2 separate regions of the Rattus norvegicus genome follow, and region 2 is linked to region 1. A link is a contact called in public Hi-C data. All regions are on one chromosome and are shown on one strand. Each heading gives the region's core, a stretch centred on a gene start, on an enhancer-like site or on the middle of the called end of the contact. The rest is flanking DNA. Distances are from core to core; before and after follow the strand shown.

The links. A called contact is a pair of places that touch in the nucleus more often than the background predicts.
Region 2: a contact with region 1 is called in a Hi-C map of the Rat2 cell line, with 7 times the contacts expected there. The contact joins two enhancer-like sites. A contact is called at or near these places in 8 of 12 Hi-C or Micro-C datasets (the A7r5 cell line, the Rat2 cell line, Schwann cells and 4 more).

Annotation. Positions count from the first base shown.
Region 1 is chr8:75,579,093-75,583,780 of GRCr8, forward strand. No RefSeq gene overlaps it. Among named protein-coding and RNA genes, the nearest start is that of Ciao2a, 16 kb to the left of the region's middle. Within about 2 kb of position 2,434, at least 3 of the 93 cell types and tissues checked have an H3K27ac peak or open chromatin away from gene starts, as enhancers often do.
Region 2 is chr8:75,721,433-75,726,101 of GRCr8, forward strand. No RefSeq gene overlaps it. Among named protein-coding and RNA genes, the nearest start is that of Herc1, 73 kb to the right of the region's middle. Within about 2 kb of position 2,024, at least 58 of the 93 cell types and tissues checked have an H3K27ac peak or open chromatin away from gene starts, as enhancers often do.

The DNA of each region.
Region 1 (4,688 bases), core at 1,184-3,683:
GGCTCAGTGGTAGAGCGCTTGCCTAGCAAGTGCAAGGTCCTGGGTTCAGTCTCTGGCCTCAGGTCTGACTACTTTGAAGGCAAAGCAGTGCCTGAATCATGAATCTTGCTGTGGTGCCATAATTGACATTGGCCAACAGACTTTCGGCAGGGCCAAGGCAGAGGGTCTGGGTCCGTGCTGCCTGGGGCCCATGGATATCTGCCCTGTTCTGTGTTCTTCACCCTAATGCATGCGTGTGCCATTTGGCCAGTGTTTACTTCTAGAACAGCGGTTCTCAATCTGTGGCTCCTGATCCCCTTGAAGGTCAAATGGCCCTTTCACAGGGGTCTTACATCAGATATCCTGCACACCAGATATTTACATTACAATTCATAAAGTAGCCAAATTACATGTATGAAGTAGGAACAAATAATTTTGTGGGAGGGGGTCAGCACAGTGTGAGGAACTGTATTAAAGGATTGCAGTATTAGGAAAGTTGAGAAAGTTCTAGAAGATAGGACAGACATTCTCTGAGAGGGTCTTTGGAACTTGTGATGTTAGGGCCCAGGAAAAAATACCCAAAGTGTGTTTTGGCTGAGTACTGTAAACTAGGGAGACCAAGGTCAGACATGGTGCCTCATGCATATAATCCCAGGGCCCTGGAGGCTAAAGCAGGGGGATCATCTTGAGTTCAAGACCAACCTGGGCTAAGGAGTGAGACTGTTTCTTAGTCCCAAAAGTAATTAAGACAATGCCTTAAGGGCAAATTTTCTCTGCCCTCCTGTGACCTGTACCTCTGTCCCCCTCTCCCCTGAAGTCCTAGAATCCAGAATTTTTCTTCCCCAGGGCAGGTCCTTAGCCCCTCTCTCTGCTTAAGAGACAAGAATAAAGGAACTCTGTTCTACCTCATCAGACAATAAGAGCCTCACTTCAGAGGGTCCTACCCTCTCACTGAAAGGAAGACCACTGCAGAGAATCCAAGAAGTCTGGACAGACAGACTTGCTAGCCCTGCTATTTCCCCCTGCACAAGCATTACCTCATGTTCTCCCATGCATCTCTGGCAGAGAAATTTCTTTGAAACGTTTTAGGGCAGCTGAGAGTCTAGGTCTGTGGCGGAGCACTTGCCTCATAAACACCAGGCTTGGGTTTAGTCTGCACACTGCGGGAAAGATGCCAGTGTAGATATGTACCTGAGAGACTGACCCAGGAGGAGCCCGACTTTGACCAGCCTGTGCCACACGTACAATACTCGGTCTTAATGAGTGTTACATTGCTGTGAAGAGCTACTATGACCAAGGCAATGCTCATAGAAGTAAGCACTTAAACGGGGGCCAGCTTACAGTTTTAGAGGGTTAGTACATTATCATCATAGCAGGACACTTGACTGAAGGCAGACAGGCATGGGGCTAAGCGTACCTCCTGATCCCTGGGCAGAAAGAGACACTGGGCTTTGTGACACACCTCCTTCAATAAGGCAGCACTTCCTAACCAGTCTTAAGCAGTTCCACTAACTGGAACCAAGTATTCAAACACGAGCCTCTGGGGTCCATTGTTGATCAATCATAGATCCTGCCTTAGTCAGGGTTTCTATTGCTGTGATGAAACACCCCGACCAAAAAGCAACTTGGGGAGGAGGGTTTGTCTGGCTCAGGATTCCACATCACAGTTCCTCATCAAAGGAAGTCAGGGCAGGGCCCTGGAGACAGTACCTGATGGGGATGCAATGGAAGTAGCTGCTTACTGGCTTGCTCAACCTGCTTTTTTACAGAACCCACAACTATCAGCTCAAGGGTGGCACCACCTACGATGGGCTGGGCCCTCCCTTATCAAGCAAGAAAATGCCCTACAGGCTGGGGTACAGCCTGATCTGATGGAGGCATTTTCTTAATTGTGGTTCCCTCCTCAGATGGCTTTAGCTAGTGTCAAACTGACATAAAACCATCCATTATAGACCCCATCTCAACAAACGAGAGAGAGAGAGAGAGAGAGAGAGAGAGAGAGAGAGAGAGAAAGAGAGAACATGAGAGGGCTTGAGACTTTTCACACTGTTAGAACTTGATAACTCCACCCTTGTAGAGTAACAGATAAGCAAAGGGTGCTGAGGTTCCAGTAACATTTATGGATGGGGTCTGGAGATGTGGCTCAGTTGGCAGAGGGCTCGCCTGGTGCACATGAAGCCCTGGGGTCTAGCCCTAGCACCACACAACCTGCAGGGTGGCCTGGAACTTAACGATGTATCCCGGATTGGCCTCAAACTCAGGGGACTCCTCCTGCCTCAGCCTCTTTTTTTTTTTTTTTTTTTTTTTGGTTCTTTTTTTTGGAGCTAGGGACCGAACCCAGGGCCTTGCGCTTCCTAGGCAAGCGCTTTACCACTGAGCTAAATCCCCAACCCCCCCTGCCTCAGCCTCTTGAGTACTTACAAGTATGAGCCTCCACTTGAAAGTTCTGCAGTGTTATTTATAGCCCAGAGTTATGACTTGAGTCACAGGAGTGGTGGGATACACCCAGCACTCAGGAAGTAGAAGGGAGGGATCGGAAGTTAAGAGACAGTTTATTTAGGCTAAAGATCTTGTTTCAGAACAAAACAAAAAGTGTGTTCCTGAACACAATTGTCATCTCATTGTTATTATAATTATTATTTTAGGCGGGGTCTCATTATGCAGCCTTGGTTGGACTCAAACCTAGAGAAACTTGGCTGTCTTTGGCTTCTAAATGTATACATTGCAGGCACATGTCATCGCACTTGGTATAAAATTTAATTTCATGTGATTTTCATGCACCCTGAACTCTCCCTTTCCCCGCAGTCTCAACCATTTAAAAGCAATGAAACCCATCTTACCTTGAAGATCATATAAAAAAGCGAGCGCTGAACTACATTTGATCCCTTTGGAACGTCTCAAACCAGTTTGAGAATCAGTCAAAATATAGACCTTCCCCCTAAATCCCCCTAAAGAAAAGAAAGGGAATTTACAGACATGGCCCTGACTCCAGTGCTTTGGCAGCCAGTGGATCCTAAGTCGACAGCTCTGGGCTACAAACAGCTGAGACTGGAAGTGAAAGTGCACACCTGTAAGAAATAGAGGCCGAGGCCGGAGGCACCCCGGAGTCTGAGACCAACCTCAGTTACACTGTAAATTCCAGGCCAGCTTGGACTGCAGTGTGAGCCAAGACAACAGCAGTGAAACCAAGCAAATCGTGGAGCTGAGCGTTTGGGCTTGCTGTTCCCCTGATAATTCTCCAGATCGGCGCCTTGTTAGATGTCTCCTCAACACAAGGACTTTGTTACCCAGAGGTGGATGTCCCCAGCAGGATAGAGTCGAGTGTCAGTCAGAGAGGGCTGCAGGTTAGGAGAGGGGAGGATTGCTACAAAGGGCTTCCACAGTCCAGTGCGTGTCTCTCCTGTATTAATAAGACGGCAGAAAACAAGCCGGGACACTGCGGGGCTTCAGATCAATCCCTGGTGTTTCCAGGCTGGCCCCGGTGTGATCTTATTTACGACAGTTGTGCTGAGTGTGGGGACGTTGCTGTGTGAGGCTCTCTCCTAGTTCTGGGTACCTCATAGACCCTTGACCCTCACGGAGCAGGTGACCAAGATCATAGACTTCAGGTTAAACTGCACCTTGTTCTAACCGCAACTGGGCTCTGAGCTAGTTGTGTGACCATGGTAGGTTGCCTAATGTCTGTGTGCCTTTCCATCCCCTTTTCTACACATGTCCATAGCATTACCTAGGTTACAAGGATGGTGTAAAAGAAGAACGCTGAGGACTACGCTGGAAACCTAGAATATGCTTTGTTAAAAGTAGAAGAGAGGGGTTGGGGATTTAGCTCAGTGGTAGAGCGCTTGCCTAGGAAGCGCAAGGCCCTGGGTTCGGTCCCCAGCTCCGAAAAAAAAGAACCCAAAAAAAAAAAAAAAAAAAAGTAGAAGAGAAAAGCTAGGTGAGGGGACACCTGCCTTTAATCCTGGCACTTGGAGACAGTGGCTGTTGTATCTCTGAGTTCGAGGCCAGCCTAGTCTTCAGAGCAAGTTCCAGGACAGCCAGGGATACACAGAGAAGCCCTGTCTCAAAAGAAAAAAAAACACAAAAACAAAAAACCAAACCAAACCAAATGAAACCAAACCAAAAAAAAAAAAAAAAAACCAAAACAAAGCAAACCACCCCCCCCCAAAAAAAAAAACCAAACCAAACCAAACCAAAACAAACCAAAACAAAACAAAACAAAAATTAGGAGAGAGGCTTGGTGCTAAGGCCTGAGGAAGCAACTGGGTTCTCTTGGCTAGGCGCGCTTACTAGACATGAACACTAGATGGCGGCAAAGCATGATTCTTGGAGGGCAAGGTCTTGAAGGTCTCTCCAGAGGTCTCTGCAGAACATTAGAACCTAAAGTCCAAGTTCTGGGCTCTGCACTTAGCTCCTTTGTTCTGATTGGGGTGATTGTCACTGGAGACTTTCTTTCTTTTTTTTCTTCTTTTCTTTTTTTCGGAGCTGGGGACCAAACCCAGGGCCTTGCGCTTGCTAGGCAAGCGCTCTACCACTGAGCTAAATCCCCAACCTCTGGAGACTTTCTTAAGCATAGAATTTCTTTGCGAAAAGTTATGGTTCTTTTATTTTTTTATTTTATGTACATGGGTATTTTGCCTGTGTGCATGTCTGTACACTGTATGCATTCACTCTGTGGGTGCTGGGAGGAACCAAGTCCTTCAGAGGAG
Region 2 (4,669 bases), core at 774-3,273, 140 kb after region 1:
GAAGCAGGAGGAACAGGAAGAGGAACAGGAGGAGGAAATTAAGATTAAAAAAAAAAGCACACGAGGACACTGCATCTCTATTGGCCTCTATAAACTAGGGAGAAAGACCTCAAAAAAAAAAAAGCCAGCTGCTGAGTGCTGTGCTAGGTTCTGTGCTGGGTGCTGTGCTAGGTCCTGTGCTGGGTGCTATGCTGAGTGCTGTGCTAGGTGCTGTGCTAGGTGCTGTGCTAGGTGCTGTGCTGGGTGCCTGTAATCCCAACACTTGGGAGGCAGAGACAGGAGGATCATGCTACAAATCTGAGGCCACCCTGGTTTACACATTGAGTTCCAGGCTAGCCAGGGCTATGTAGCAAGACCCTATCTCAGAAAGCCAAAGGGTGAGTGGGGTTGGGGGTCCAGTAATCAACCCATGCTGAATCTCAGATGGCGGGTCTCCATTGTGAGAAATTAAATTTCTGTTGTTTAAGCTCTTTAGTCTGTGGCAGTGCTAGCAAACGGGAATTCTTAACAATCTAGATGGAGGAGGGCAAAGAAGCACCCACAGGGAGAAATAGGAAGAGAACGATCAGTGAGGCCAGTAAGGAAATTTCTACTGCGTACAAACCCACGCTAAGGGCAAGGGTGTGTGTGTGTGTGTGTGTGTGTGTGTGTGTGTGTGTGTGTGTGTGTGTGTGTGTAATGTAGTGATATATACATGTATAGAACACTTTGTTTTTGTTTCCTGACTATATCACAGGAATAGGACTCCTTAGCTAGTCTGTTTCTAAAATACCAGGTACTCTGAAAGAGAGAGAGGGAGAGAGAGAGAGAGAAAGAGAGAGATAGAGAGAGAGAGAGAGAGAGAGAGAGAGAGAGAGAGAGAGAGAAGGAAAGCACAGAGGTGAGTGAGTATGGCATTAATTCCTTTTAGTTAACAGGGCTTTTGTTGTTTGTATAATTTTTTTTACACCGAATGATTGATGATTGTGTGTATGGGGGCACACATGCTCTATGGAATGCATGAGGAGCTCAGAGGACAACTTGCAAAAATCAATTCTCTTCTACTATATGAATCCTGGGGATTGATTTCAGGTGATCTCAAGTTGTCCGGCAGGCTTGGCAGCGGGCACCCTTATCTGCTGAGCCCTCTAGCCAGTCCTTGTTTTGTTTTGAAACAGGATCTCATAAAGCCCAGGCTGCCCTTGAACTCTTGATCCTCCTATCCCTATCTCCCGAATGCTGGCAGTACAAGTGTGCACCGTCATAGTCGAGGTGAACAGTAAGTCTCAGTCACACTGTGTGAGTCAGCCAAGCTTCCTTTGTGCTATAGATGGATCTAGAGCAGAACAGTCCCCAAAGAACTGAAAGGCTCTGGTTCCAGAAAAGCTCACAGCAAGTGGAGGCCACACTACTCCCACACACCGCCGAGTCCCTGTGGCCTCTCCCTACTGGCAGATGGATGCAGGAGTAGAATAACAAGCCCAGCGGAGACAGGTGTGTTCTGTTGGCTCTGAGGAGGAGGTGTTGACAAGCTGACACCTCAAGGCTGAGAGAGGTCACAGCAGTCTTTGAAGAAAGTGAAAGACCAGAGATGAAAACCACATTCTGTGAGAGAAGTTCTTTGAAGAGCTCTGAGGTAGCTGCTGTCCCAAGTGTCTACCTGTGTGCTTGCTGGATGCCACATTAATATTCCATAAACACACATATAAATATTTTAGCACACACTGTGTTGCAATCTTCAACTCACAATCTTGATTCCAGACCTTGGAATCCACTTGTCTTTTCCATTCATACATTTATTTGCCAATAAAACAAAGCAAACAAAAACTCCCAGCATAGTTTGAAAGCAGAAGAAGGTCACATTTAAATAAGCAAATGAACCATGAGCTCTCTAGAAAGAAACTCCAAGCCCTGGGCTCCATGGGTAATCACATGTGAAAACCGGGCTGTTGAAAGGACCAGCAACCATCACAGGCTTAGAGAACTTTCTTTCCATCGGGCCCCACCCCCTCCGCTCCCAGTTTGATGTCAGCCCCATACTGTTCTATTCACAGTTGCTGCAACCCCCAAAATATCGCTCTTGGCGTCTGCTGAGAAGGTCCCTTTCTCAGCAAACCTTCACAGGCCTAGGGACTCTCACAGAAGAAAAGCTTCCAACGGTGGCTAATTGCTGTCTCAAAGGCAACCAGCCCAGTTGGTGAACTTCCTTCAAGTTTTCCTCTGCTTGATTGTCCCTCCCTCCCACGGGTGCCCTCCATCAGCAGCAATTCATAAAGGGTAACTAAACACAGATTTTCCTTTCCTCACTGAGTAGAATCCACAGCCCTAGCTCTTAGTCTAGAAAACAGTCGATTATGTTATCTAGGGACAACACGATATTGTAAGCTCTTCCATCAGCCCTCAAGTTAAAGAAAATAACAACAGAAATGAGGGAGGCGGTGATTTGGAGGGACCTGTGTGTCAGTGAGGCATTCTCTGCAGCCCTGTGCACAACCTTGTAAGGGAAATGAGTTCCATTTTTAACGATGATGAAGCCAGCCTCAACAAAGAACTGTGCCTGCCTTCTCCCAGCTGGAGCTCTTGGGATCTGGATTCCAGCCCAGATTTGCCTGCCCTGGATTCACATTCTACGTTTCCTAGGGGGAAAAAAGTAAAAAAAAAAAAATAATAATAATAAAAAAGAAGAAGAAAAAAAAGGAAAAGAAAAAAGAGAATCTTGGAGAATCGCATGAAGTACAATTCTTTCTATTTCAAAACGAAAAATCTGTACATAATAACATCGTGTTTTAGAAGCAGAGAGGACTTCAGTAGAAATCCCAGCTCACTCCAGGGCAGCTACACCAGGGAGGCAGGGTGGGCAGTGGCTGGCATTCAGGGTTCTGCTTCTTTGGTTTTGGTTTTGTGGTACTGAAGATTAAACCCAGGCCCTTGAATGTGCCAGACAGGCATCCAGCCACTGAGCCACAGCCCTAGCCCTGCAGCCAGGCTTGGTGAATTCCTCTACTCTGTCTCCTTGTTTTTACTGGTAGTATTGCATTAGTGAAAAATCTCATAACAAAATGTCGGGTCTGGGTGACTTATGTACTAGAAATTTACTTTTTCAGCTTTAGAGACTGCAAGGTGTCTGTAGCATTGTCTCAGTCTGAGGCATCTTTCCTTAGTTTGTCATGTCCTGGTCTTCTCTCTTTAGATGTCTTTAAAACAAACAAACAAACACCAAGGTCTCTAGTCATGCTGGATTAGTGCCCATAATATATCTTCCTCTTATCTATTTATCCCTATAAAAGGCCCTGTCTTTAAATATAACTTGTAAAATATAACTTGTATAAATATAACTTGTAAAGTTCCATAAGTGGGTTTAGGAGGAAGTAAACAATTAATTCAGTCCATAAAATTCCTTCAACTTGGGTTAGGGACATAACTCAGTGGCACAGTGCTCTTTTCACATGTGCAAAGCCCTGGGTTCGGTTCCCAGTCCTGGTAGAGATAGTTGCAGGTATGATGGACTCGAGAGACTCAGGGAAAGATACCTGAGTCCAGGCTCTGCTCAGCATCTGTGGCAACCACATCCAACTCCTGCAGTTGTCTGTCTGTGTGTCATTCCAGGGGATGGGACTGAGGACAGTCCAGTCTGCTGAGTCACAAGGATGAGGGCTCTCTGCAGTCACAGTTGGACATATCTCCTTTCACACACAGGGAGAGGAAATGCAGAAGGGCTGGCTGATCCTGCATTCTTCCAGAAGGTTGTGACCTTAGTTAACCAGGGAAGGAGCGGAAACAGGAAAGCTCCTGAGACCTACAGGCTGACAGAGGTTAAACTGAGACCCTGGAGCTCCCCAGCTGGGTCCTGGAGCATGACTTTCTCAGACCTTTTCAATAGCCAAACTGTGGGCTTTGGACCTGGGGGGGGGTGTGCATTTCCTAGTTGGGGAGGAAACAGGGCAGACTTTGCTGAACGGTATAAACTGCAGACCTCATCAAACGCCTTCACTCAGTGTTAACCCTGGAAAGCCCCACCAAGCTGTAAGAGATCATATTCTGGAAAATTCTCCCTCCTCTCCTCAGTCAGGCAACAAATAACATTGCACAGGGTCTGCTTAGCCACAATGTAATCAAGCGAGTCTTGCAAGCTTGTCTGATTTGTGATGTGCTACTAAAGGTCCTGCAAGTGACAAGACCTCCCTCAATAGCTGGTATCAAGCCGGGTGTGATGGTGTGATGTCTTTAATCCCAGAGGGCAGAGGCAAGTGGATCTCTGAAAGTTCGAGGCCAGCCTGGTCTACAGAGATGGTTCCAGGACAGTCAGGACTTTTACTGAGAAAAACTCTGACTTGAAAAAAAAAAGCTATAATAAAAAATTATTCATGTTTGACAGGCTCTTTCTCTGGTTGGGCCCAAAGCTATTTCCTAGAAGATCCACCCATCGCTCCTGTTCTGTCTTCTACAGTCACATGCATTTAACAAATGTGTAGACGAGAGAGAGAGAGAGAGAGAGAGAGAGAGAGAGAGAGAGAGAGAGAGAGAGAACATGACAGGTCCTGCAGAACCTACAGTTTAACGGCAGGGTGAAATAGGAGCTAAGCCAGGAGCTGAGGAAGGAGCCTTCTTTCTGACAGATAAGGCCCCAGTGAGCTTCTGAGATGTGCCTTAAGGACAGAAAGCCTTGTGTTTGCAATGGGTCTACAGAGTC